Regions from separate parts of the Sus scrofa genome. Here region 1 is linked to region 2. A link is a contact called in public Hi-C data. All regions are on one chromosome and are shown on one strand. Each heading gives the region's core, a stretch centred on a gene start, on an enhancer-like site or on the middle of the called end of the contact. The rest is flanking DNA. Distances are from core to core; before and after follow the strand shown. Region 1 holds the start of TRIT1 (tRNA dimethylallyltransferase, mitochondrial). Region 2 overlaps TRIT1 (tRNA dimethylallyltransferase, mitochondrial).

What was found. Hi-C and Micro-C count contacts between places; a contact is called where the count stands out from the background.
Region 1: a Hi-C map of liver shows a contact between it and region 2, with 1.7 times the contacts expected there. The contact joins the promoter of TRIT1 here to the enhancer-like site in region 2. A contact is called at or near these places in 1 of 5 promoter capture datasets (fetal liver), 5 of 47 Hi-C or Micro-C datasets (alveolar macrophages, embryonic fibroblasts, epiblast stem cells and 1 more) and 1 of 2 datasets of contacts at active chromatin or transcription factors (alveolar macrophages).

Annotation. Positions count from the first base shown.
Region 1 is chr6:95,679,607-95,685,445 of Sscrofa11.1, forward strand. TRIT1 (tRNA dimethylallyltransferase, mitochondrial) reads right to left here and starts at 4,211. Exons shown (of 9, transcript XM_021095994.1): 1 at 4,013-4,211. The coding sequence starts at 4,186.
Region 2 is chr6:95,640,024-95,645,837 of Sscrofa11.1, forward strand. TRIT1 (tRNA dimethylallyltransferase, mitochondrial) reads right to left here. Exons shown (of 9, transcript XM_021095994.1): 4 at 4,913-5,024; 5 at 4,423-4,535; 6 at 4,095-4,172; 7 at 1,045-1,154; 8 at 606-723. Among named protein-coding and RNA genes, the nearest start is that of TRIT1, 41 kb to the right of the region's middle. Within about 2 kb of position 2,693, at least 25 of the 83 cell types and tissues checked have an H3K27ac peak or open chromatin away from gene starts, as enhancers often do. A contact at or near this core is called in alveolar macrophages and liver, where this site is marked.

The DNA.
Region 1 (5,839 bases), core at 2,961-5,460, 41 kb after region 2:
AATTGAACCCTAGCCCAGGAACTTCCATATGCCATGTGTGCAGCCCTAAAAAGCAAAAAAAAAAAATAAAAAATAAAAAAAAATAGGATGTCATTTGTTCATATGCTTACCAAAAATTTTCTGATTCAACCACAAGTCACTGAAAAGTATCATCTTTTTCCACTGGCAAAAAAAAAACAACCATAGCACTACCCTACATGGGCATGGTGAGCAAAGGTAGAAAACTGAAGAATTGTGTACACCCACACAATCAATGTGGCAACAATACTCTATTTCATTATTTGAACTGAAAAGTAAAAATCAAAGGTCAAAGCTTTCCAGTGGGTCCAAGAGGAAATGTTATGAATATCCAAGGTATAATCAAAATGAAACAACCTATAACCAATTCAGAAAGCACAATTATCTTCAAAGTGTTTTTCATACATTAATCAATCCTCATGGCATTCCACGGATGAAAGAAATTTAATTCTCATACTCTAGTTTGCAACCACAGGAAGAATCTAAATGGATTATCATGTGCCGTCTTAATAAGACAGGTCAACAAATATTTCATCAAATGTTAAGGATCTACCATATCATCAGCACTACACAAGGCACAGTATCTAGTATCTAACTGATGTGGCCTACTTTACAGCAGGCAAGACCTCTAGCAAGCTCAACCTTATGGTACAACACTATGAGTAAAGAAACATTTCTGAATAAAAGATAACAATTACAAAGCTATAACCATTCCTATTGCTAGAACTCACTAACTTACTTAAAAAAGGATGTAAAATTAAGATGTTTTCTTGAGAACATTTGCCTGACAAGGACTATTGTAGTACATGAGGAGGAGGGGGAAACAGGGAGTAACAATGTGTTGTTTTAAACAGGACAGTTAGAGAAGGCCTAGATAAGGTGACATCCAAATAAAGATCTGAACAAAGAGAGGAAGCAACCACATGCTTACAGAGAGGAAGAGGCCCACCAAGCAGAGAAAACCTCTGAGTGTAAGAGTCCTAAAGTGGGATCATATTTGTTGCATTCTCCACATATCCACGAGACCTTCCTTATCAATGTCCTGCTGCCACCCTCCCCTGTGCCCGCCAGATCTGACTTCCAGGCTCATCATACTCTTCCAGGCACATAACTGCATGCACTGCTGTCTTCTTGCCCATCAGTGACCAACTCATACTAACACGTTACCACCTTCAGAATGTTACATCTTTCTCTTCCCTTCTATTCACTAGCACATCAACTCAGAATTATAGCAATTACAGAACATAAAGACTGGGATGGGAGTTCTCCCATTGTGACTCAGCGGTAATGAACTCGACTAGTATCCATGAAGATGTGGGTTTGATCCCTGGCCCTGCTCAGTGGGATAAGGATCTGGTGTTGCTGTGAGCTGTGTACAAGGCTTGGATCTGGTGTTGCTGTGGCTGTGGCACAGGCCAGCAGCTGCAGCTCTGATTGGACCCCTAGCCTGGGAACTTCCATATGCCAAGGGTGTAGCCCTTTAAAAAAAAAAAGACTGGAATGGACCCTTTTTTCTTTTTCTGCTACACTCGAAGCATATGGAGGTTCCTGGGGGTCAGGGATCGAATCCAAGTCGCAGCTGCAACCTATGCCACAGCTGCAAGCAATGCCAGATCCTTAACTCACTGAGCCACCAGGGAACTCCTGGGATGGACCTTAGGTATCGTCAGTAAAATACCATCTTACTGAAACCTATATAATATTACTCAAGTCTGAAGTCAGGCCAAAGATCTATTATTACTACATTCTTGGCTACTTTTGTATGCCCCTCCCACCTGCCCCCAAACCCAATTTATCATAATAGTGCTTACAATGAATGCTTCTTTTTTTTTTTTTTTTTTTTTTGTCTTTTCTAGGGCCGCCCCTGCGGCATATGGAGGTTCCCAGGCTAGGGGTCTAATTGGAGCTGTAGCCACCGGCCTACGCCACAGCCACAGCCACAGCAACGCGGGATCCAAGCTGCGTCTTCTACCTACACCACAGCTCACGGCAACGCTGGGTCCTTATAACTCCACAATGAATGCTTCTTAAGACACTGCATCATGTTACTTATCCCCCTTTCCACAATATGTACGATTACCTGTTGAATAATTTCCTTTCACTGCCCTACATTCACACTAAGCACATTTCACCTTCTAAATCTTCATTTATGTTCCTTCCTTTGATACAATGCCTTTCTTTCTCATCTATTCAAAATTCACCTATCCTTCAAGTCTCTTTTGATAGAGCTTTCCATGACTATATCAGCCTTCACTGATTTCTCTCTTCTCAGAAATCCTATGGTTTATCATAGAATCTAATACTTGTAGTCTCTCCCCTCCCCACACCTTGCAAAGCATCTTAGTTCGAACATTTATTAACTTGCTTTGTTTCATGTTTAGCTGGACTAGCTAGATTCTGTGAAGACAGGGACTGCAATTTTGTCTTGTGGACCTTGCAGAAAATAATACCTATCATATTTTTAGCACTTACTACATGCCTGAAATTATATTAAGTACTTCGCATATTTATTAATCTTGTTTAATCATCACAGTAAGATTACGTTGTTGATCTTATTTTTCCTATTTTACAGAAGAAACAAAGACACAAAGAGGTCAGGCTGAAGTTGCATATCTTTAAAAGACATGGCTGGGATTTGAGCTAAAGCCTGTCTCTCAAAGCCAGCACAAAGTAGGAACTCCCACTATAGTATAATAGGATCGATGGGTCTCTGCAGTACTAGGACTCGGGTCTGATCCCCAGCCCAGCACAGTGAGCTAAAGGATGCAGCATGGCCCCAGCTGCGGCATAGGTCACAAACTGTGGCATGGACTTGATCACTGGCCTGAAAACTCCATATACCAAGGAGCAGCCAAAAAAGAAAAGAAAAAAGTAGAAGTTGCACAAAGTAGGGGTTTCGAAAAAATATTTGTTGAATTATCCTAATCATCTGAAGTGTGCTGACGGCTGTGCCCCCAAACGAATTAATGAGAGTAGAAACCATGCCTGGAGGCTTATGGGGTACAGTGGGAAGAAGGACTGCCCCTCCTGTTGAGTACCTATCATGTGTTAGGTTCAGCACCAGGCATTTCCCGTTAAGCATCTCATTTACTCTGTGAAAACTCTTAACTAAATTCTCTTCAACAAACAGTGCTTGTAATTCCTCCATCAGATATTTACCTCAAATGTCACCCACCCTCAACTGGAGCACAAATGCTGCCAAGTGTTATGTGTACTACACTCCTTCTGGGCCTCCCTGTGGCTCAAGGAAGAGGGCAAAACCTCCTGACTCCCATCAGTCAGTAAGTTAATAATCTCAGTTGCAACACGCATTTATCGAACTCCTGGCTTTTTTCAGGACAGGCCGCCTTGCTCCTCATTCTAACTCGCGTGATCTCACTTATGAAGCATTACAGCCCTGTGAGGTAGGTGGCATTTTCTCCACTTCACAGATACAGAACGTCCCCAAACCATGGTTAACAATGTTTACGTCACGTGGGCGAAGGCAGATTCAGGACGAGAATCCAGGTCTCCGGACTATCGACCCTGCTCCATTCCCTCAGCAGAGACTCGTAGATAGTAACTGATTTATCCTGGGAACTCTAAATGGCAAAAGCTCAGGAATAACTTTCATTCAAAAAGTTATTTACTGGACGCCTATATGTCAACCTTGTAGGTTCACATGCCATCTCCGCCACGTATTCGCTACGTGACGTGGAGATAATTGTTTTCACCTCTCTAGGTGAATTCCCGCATCCGTAAATGGAGATGATAATATAACCTACAACCAACAGCAATGTCGTGAGAAAGTAAATGGGATGATGGACGTGAAACACCTGGCACGACGTCTGGCACAGAGTGGGCGTCTGGTCATTTTGGGCGTCCTTCACCCACCCCGCCGCCCCACAAGCCTCGGGGTTCACCCCCTACCACCCAAGCGCCAGGGTATCCATTCGGCCAGAGGCCGGCACGCGGCCTCCGATTGCACAGGCCGGGGACAGCCGCACTGTCATACCTGCATAGAGTCAGCGCTGATGATCTCGCCGCCAAGTCGCTGGCCTAGCTGTAGCGCTAGGGTAGATTTGCCCGTCCCTGTGGCCCCGAGAATCACTACAAGAGGGAGCGTTCGTTTCAGGTCCCGGAGCCCCGGGCCCACAGACACTGCTCGTGCAGCCGCCACAGCCGCCATCTTAGAGACGTCTGCGCTTGCGCTGGAGCAGCTGTCCCCATGGCAACCATTAATGCGCAGGCGCGGACCTCAGGTACCGTAGGGAGGGTGACTAGCGAAGGGGACAAACTTCCAAGCTCGGAAGCTCCCGATGTGACTGCTATCAACGAACTGCTGGAGTTCCCGTCGTGGCGCAGTGGTTAACGAATCTGACTAGGAACCATGAGGTTGCAGGTTCCATCCCCGGTCTTGCTCAGTGGGTTAAGGATCCGGCGTTGCCATGAGCTGTGCTGTAGGTCACAGACACGGCTTGGATCCCATGTTGCTGTGGCTCTGGTGTAGGCCGGCAGCTACAGCTCCGATTAGACCCCTAGCCTGGGAACCTCCATATGCCGTGGGAGCGGCCCTACAAAAGCCAAAAAAAAAAAAAAAAAAAAGCCCTAATTAAAAAAAAAAAAATCTTTAAAAAAAAAAAAAAAAAACGAACTGCTGTGAGAACAACTACTTCGTCTTTTAAGTGGGGGATGTTAGTCGTATCTAAAATAGATCTATTTTTATGCTTTTTTCACGGCACCCAGTTCTTTTTCTTCACAGGACTGCTTACAGTATGAAATTTACACAGACCTCTTGTCTATTGTCTGACTTTCACTCCAGACTGTCCTATAAAGGCAAGGAACAGATTCTGCCTAGGTCATTGCTGTATCTCCAGTGCTTCGCGCAGTACCTGATACGCAATAGACACCCAACAATTTTTAATGGAGAAGAGAATGGCTTGTCTACCTAGTGCTAAAGCCAATGAGCTCAGAGGTGTGGCGTTCTCCAGGATTGGATCTGCCTAGTTCTCAGGCAAGGGCGGCTGCTCTAATGTTTTCACCCCAAACTCAAGCTCAGACACAATCGGAGGGCAGAATAAAATTTTGCATCTCTTTGGTAAAAGGAGAAAAGAGATGGGGTGAAAACAGAGAAAGAACAAGCATGTGAACAACCCACAAGGAGTTCTTCTGTGGTACAGCAGGTTAAAGACACATTCTTGTCACTGCAGCAGCTTTGGTCACTGCTGTGACTTGGGTTCGAGCCCTGCCCGAGAACTTCTGAGTGTCTCGGGGTGACAGAAAGAAAGGAAGGGAGGAAGGAAGGGAGGAAGGAAAGAAAGGGCTTTAGAATCAGATGAACCTAGGTTCTAATCCCAACACTGCCACTTATCAGCTGCATGACTTCACACAATTAGCTTCACCTCTTAGCCTCAGTTTTCTCATTGTTAAATACCTCTCGGATTGCCATAAGGACAAAATGAAGTAATGTCTGAAAAGTGCTTGCTACAATGCCCTGGCACATAATAACCACCATTTGTTGAACACTTTGTATTATTATAATAGTAACACCCCATCTGCCACACTAAAGAGGTAAGGGCAGCAGCCTAAAGGCATAGAAATGTTCAGTAACGTGTGAAAAGTGCCTAAATACCTTTTCTACTAACCCCTTGTTAGCCAATTTAAGAGTTCTAATTGCTTTCTCTCTGAGATTACTACTTGGCTCTGCCTAGCTCTCAAGTCCCATCACCCTTGGGTGGAAGGAATCACTCCTGAATGTTTACAGTATATGACAGACCTGCCTGGAATGATTGCCAATAAATACATTTCTCAAACGTTTGGATCACCATTGGCGTAATGGCCA
Region 2 (5,814 bases), core at 1,443-3,942:
GCTGGTCAGGAGCGCCTTATGAAGAAGAGAGACTGCCTTCTTTATGCATGTCTGACCGTCTTGCTCTGAATGTTTTCTTCATCACGGGTTTAGCCACCAACACCATTTCAATGTATTACTTTAAAATTACTGAAGAGACACCACCTTTGAAGAATGTACTCAGGAGGAATAACTGCACTTCCCGTTCCCTCCCAGCTGTTTCTGCTTCTTTGGTCTCTCGGGTGAGTTGCCTGGCTTCCCTTACAATCCAACTTCACCTCCATCAAGGTCTAAACAGGAGAGGCCAAGAAACTCCTCCCCTACAGCAGGATTGTGAAAGTCAAAGGAGCTCTGGAAGGGTAACAGCAGACCTTTCACTATAAATTATCGACTCCAGCCGAAGCTGGAGGGCATATGATCTTCTTTGGAAATTCAGAATAGAGAGATAACTCTCCCTTTTGAGAAGGCCTCCATGAAATTTGAACATAGGCTCTTAGAGGAATCTGGCCATCTTTTTATAGACAAACAAGGAGACTCCAGCATTCAATCCAGCAAAGACCTTAAATTTCATGAAGTCAGTGTGACCCGCCCTTACAGATTTTTCTGTGCCCCACCCCAGACTCTACCTGCCCATTCACGGTCCCCAATGATGATTCGGTCACAGAGGTCACACATGTGATAACTCCTCTTGTTCTCAGTTTCACTGCTTGGCATATTTACTGGAGTGGCTGCAGGCTTGTGGCCCTGAAAAAACAAGGCAGGGATGGGGGAGAAGCATTTGATTCAAAGAGATCTGGATATCATTCTCTGATATTAAGAGGAGTGAGATTTTCCCAAGATTCCTTTTTCTCATCCCAGAGAGCAGGTGGGCTGTGAACAGATTTTAACAACAACCTTTCTGAATGTGAAAGTAGAAACGCAGCCTCCAGGGATCTAAAAGCAGCCAGCCCTTCTGCTGTATTCCATGGAAAAGAAGGCTTGGTTCCCCGACAGAGCAACAAAGGTGTCAGCTTAGGAAAGCGCTCTGAAAACCAGACAGTAGACAGTACCATAATTAATAATCACCTGGATGAAACTTTGCACGATTTCAAGAGCAGGTTCAAGAACAGACTCCTCCCACTTCGAGACATCAGATACTTCTAAGCCATATACCGGGGGGACACTGGGACCAGGTCCTAATGATGACAAAGAAAAGTTGTGAGGAGTTCCCGTCGTGGCGCAGTGGTTAACGAATCCGACTAGGAACCATGAGGTTGCGGGTTGGGTCCCTGCCCTTGCTCAGTGGGTTAAGGGTCCGGCGTTGCCGTGAGCTGTGGTGTAGGTTGCAGATGCGGCTCGGATCCCGCGTTGCTGTGGCTCTGGCGTAGGCCGGTGGCTACAGCTCCGATTCGACCCCTAGCCTGGGAACCTCCATATGCTGCCGGGAGCAGCTCAAGAAATAGCAAAAAGACAAAAAAAAAAACAAAAAACAAAAAACCAAAAAGAAAAGTTGTGAGAGGTCAGCCTCCAAGACCCGATCTATTCTACTCCCAAGACTCCAAAATCCTCAAGGGAAACATATGGAGTCAAAAAAATAAACATCTGACAATGCCATTCATTCTAACCATAAACATGAGCCAAGCAGCTACATACAATCCAAGAAAGACCCAGCAGGTTGACTGGTCTGCAGCCAACAAGTCTAGCTGTGTAATCCAGAGTCTCAGGTGTAGGATCTTCCAGACCAGTTAGGAAAACAATACCGGGTAACAGCTCTAGTGACCACTGTGTGGGCTACAATCTAATAAAGACAGCACACCAAAGGAAGAAACAACAGCTTGAAGTGAGGGCCTGTTCTAAGTTCCGTATCACCTTACAGTGATGTCACTCTGTGGCAAGAGAGTTCACAGCTTTAAGAGCAGACACAACTCTCAGGTTTGAATATATCTCTTCAGCAGTCTGGCATTCATGAAACTCATCAATGCCCCACTGATAACCATGGGCTAGCAATAGCAGAGAAGCAGCTAGGGAACTGCTGAATTTGAAAATTAGAAAAAAAAAAGCTTTGGAACTGAACCAGTTCAACCCTTCTTCCAGGAAATAGATCTAGAGGAGTAATTCAAGAAATACCCTCTGGTTAATACTTCTGAATGGAGATAAGATCGTAGGTAGCCAAAAGTATAGCTACAGGCATCTCATCGTCTGAGCCAACCATTCTTGGTCCCTGCTGATCGTTTCCTCAGGCTGTGGACACACTAAATTGCCTTCCACATCTAGGTTAAGTCAGTTGCCTGAAGGCAAAGAGCATCGCCTCATGGACAAAAAACATCAAAGTCCTCAGAATGCCAACGGCTGGCAGGTGCTGGCCTTTTGATTGTGCCAACCACAAATAAGCCTTCGTGAGCTGGACTGGGCTGCACCTGCCACCACACAGAAAGGTGAGAATGGGAGGGTGCAGGCAGCATCCACAGCACACCTGGCCTTGGCTAAGCTCTGCACCTGTTTCCAGGCCACTCTATATTTTCCTTTCCCCTCTAAGTCCTTTGTTGGGCTTCTGTGCCCTGTCTAAGCACCTTTCAACAAGTTCTCGGCTCCCAGCTGCTATTTCTGGCTTGGGTCCAAGGCCAAGCTGGGGTGGGGAAGTCCCTCTGGCTTCTTGCCAGAACCATATCCCAGCAGACCAGCCCTGGCCAATCACACACGGCTCCTGATTTACAGGGCAGCTGTGCCTTTCACTCTAGCACCAGGACTGTGCCGGCATACACATGAATGAGGAACGAGCATATGATGCGCAGTGCCATCAAGCCCTCGTGACTCGGAGATGGGGAGTTACTGTGGCTTTGCCACAGGAAGAAGTTCCAAATCATTACCAAAAAAACAAATACACTGAAAAATACAACGACAACAAAGAAACTCGTCTTTTGTTAGAGACTAATGGTTATTAGCCCTGGGGAGAAGACAAACTGCATTAGAAATCTGTAGCAGTGAAACTTCCGTTTCAGCTGAGCAAAGACTTCTATCTCAAAGGACATGCAGAGAAAGCAAGGTAAGTAGAAGAAAGTGTAAAGAGCCCCTTGGGACCGGAACTACACTGGAGATCTCTGGTAGAGAGTGAGAACCAAGAGAGGGATCCACGGTCAGCAACACAGATCAAGGTGTTTCTGTTCGGGGGACACTGAGGAGCACGGGGAGACCTCAGCTGTCCTTATCTGTAACTGAAAGCACAAGTCTAATGGCAAAAGATAAACAGGGGATGATTCAAAAGCATATTTTAAAAGTGCCCACAAGATAAAACTGGATTTTCACCAATATTTCATCTCCTTTAAATCAACCTCCGTTAGCTCGTGGCCACACAATTTCTTACTAGAGGCCCAATACTAATGCTGTCCAGCTAAAGCTATAGCTGAAGGAAACAAGAAGCATGGTGTAAAGCTGAGTGTGGACTTAGGAGTCAGGCCTGCATTCGGGACTCAACCACTTATGAGCTAGGGGATTTCTGGCAAGTTATTTAACTTCTCTAAGCCTCCATTTCCTTATCTGAAAAAGGAAAAGAATATCACCCACCTGGAAGGCTCAGTAATATATGTATTGCACCAAATTTAGCACCAAGGATGCAGTACATGGTCCAAAGAATGAGAATTTCCTTCCCTTTTCCTTAAAAGTTCTGTTCAACTGAGTTTAGAGGCCTGAAGTACCACGTGTTTGAACACGAAAGCAATGCTGGGAGAATTGGTGACGATTCTGTCTTTTCACACTACTCATCTGGTCCTAGAACCATTTTAATTAGGGAAATCTCCCTACAGAAGTGCAGTTGTTCTTCAGGTACAAAATTTGAAGCTAAAATTAACCCTGAGCACCAACGCTGCTAAGAAGGGCTTGCTATTTTGCTCTTACCTGTTCGCAGCCAGTACCCACTAATTCAAAGCATTTGACAGATGCTTCTTTGGGAAGAACTATTTTCTGAGGCATCGCAAGGAAATAACCCTGGACAATCACTTATGCAAAAGACCCTCCCCTCCAGGTCAGGTCCCAAATCTTAGAATAGATCCAGAAACTCAAGTCTGCTTTGTGGGTGCACTGAGGACATCTATGTTCTATTGAAAACATACCCAGGGAATAAGGAAAAACATGAGACTTACTGCTCAAAAAACGGTTTTTAACCCATCGGTTCTGCTTCCGAGCATATCTCTTAGTCACTTGTTTCAGAGCCTCAATACCTGAAAGATAAGGTAAATATAAGAACCTCTAAGCAATTCTCACTCTGCTGAAGGGCAGGCCCACCTAGCCCAACATTAAAAGAAAACTAGCCACAGCAGCACAGTGGTGGACGCTTGGTAGATGAAAATCACAACTCTGAGCTGAAGGCCATATGGGACTCTTTTACCTTCAGCTCTTTCACAGACCATACCAGCAGGATACTCTGTCACCGAAGGATGTCCAAAGCTAGGTTTGATGGAGAATTCACACCTTTCTTTAGAAGCTGGTTACTAGTCTCTGGTGTGCATTTTCCCTCAGTGATCAGGTACTGGTGAAATTCCTTGAAGCCAATTGATTGGAAGATACCATGTTGATAGTCCTGGCTGGGAACAGGAGAGCATCAGCGGATGAGCCATTGCATCTGAGAGCTAGCAGTGGCCCCGGACATGATCTAGCTGAGCCATTTCATCTCACAGATGAGGAAATTGAGATCCTCAGCAGTTACTACCGCTCTGAAATCCTTCCTCCACCTCCCCGACCAGCTCCCAGGTTACTTCCCTTGAAAATTAACTCCTAGGGATGTCTGACAGAATAAAAACTGCAACTGTAACAAGTGCACCAAACCTCCTTCCAACAAGCCTTGCCAATGCCAAGGACAAAGACTAATAAACAAGTAGATCCAAAGCCAGTATTATGTTTATGGTCTTTTGACCATAAGCAAGGGGTGGAGAGTAGGTGAAAGTAACAGCCAAGTCCTTACCTATTTTCTGCAACTTTCTTCTCATTATAGCGTCTGTGAAAATCTCTTAGTTCATCCAAGAGCCCAGCAGCAAGCATGTTATCCACCCTCTTATCCAAGCGCTCATCTAGAACTTGAATCAAATTAACCCATCAACCAGCAAGCCTGCCGTAGGTGCGTACTATACATGATGAATGCATAGGCTGCCACAAAGAAGAGAATTTGTTCAAGTGGAAGAAAGGGTTCAGAATCCAAAGATTATATAATAATTCATACTATATGTAGTCACATTTAAATCTCTACTATTCCAAAAAGTAGCCAAAAGAAGCTATTACTATGTAAAGAGAAAGCACACAATTACAATTATTTGGAAGAACAAGTATTTACTCTGGTATGGAATGTATATCCACTGCTTATTTTTTTATTTATTTTTGCTATTTTTAGGGCTGCACTCGTGGCATACGGAGGTTCCCTGGCTAGGGGTCAAATTGGAGTTACAGCTGCCAGTCTATGCCAGACCCACAGCAACACAGGCTCCAAGCTGTGTCTGCAACCTACACCACAGCTCAAGGCAACGCCGGATCCTTAACCCACTGAGCGAGGCCAGAGATGGAAGCCGCATCCTCACGGATCCTAGTCCGGTTTGTTAACCACTGAGACACAAAGGGAACTCCAAAGTATTACCTTTTTCTATACACTTATAACTGAGATTAATTTAACATCAAATTCCCACCATTTCAATTATGTTCTTCTATATCTCCACCATTGCTATTTTTCAGCCTACAATGACAGTAACCTTTTTTCCTACCTTCCTAAAAAGTCTGCATTTAGGAGTTCCTATTGTGGCTTAGTGGGTTAAGAACCTGACAAATATCCATGAGGACGAGGGTTCGGTCCTTGGCCTCACTCAGTGGGTTAAGGAT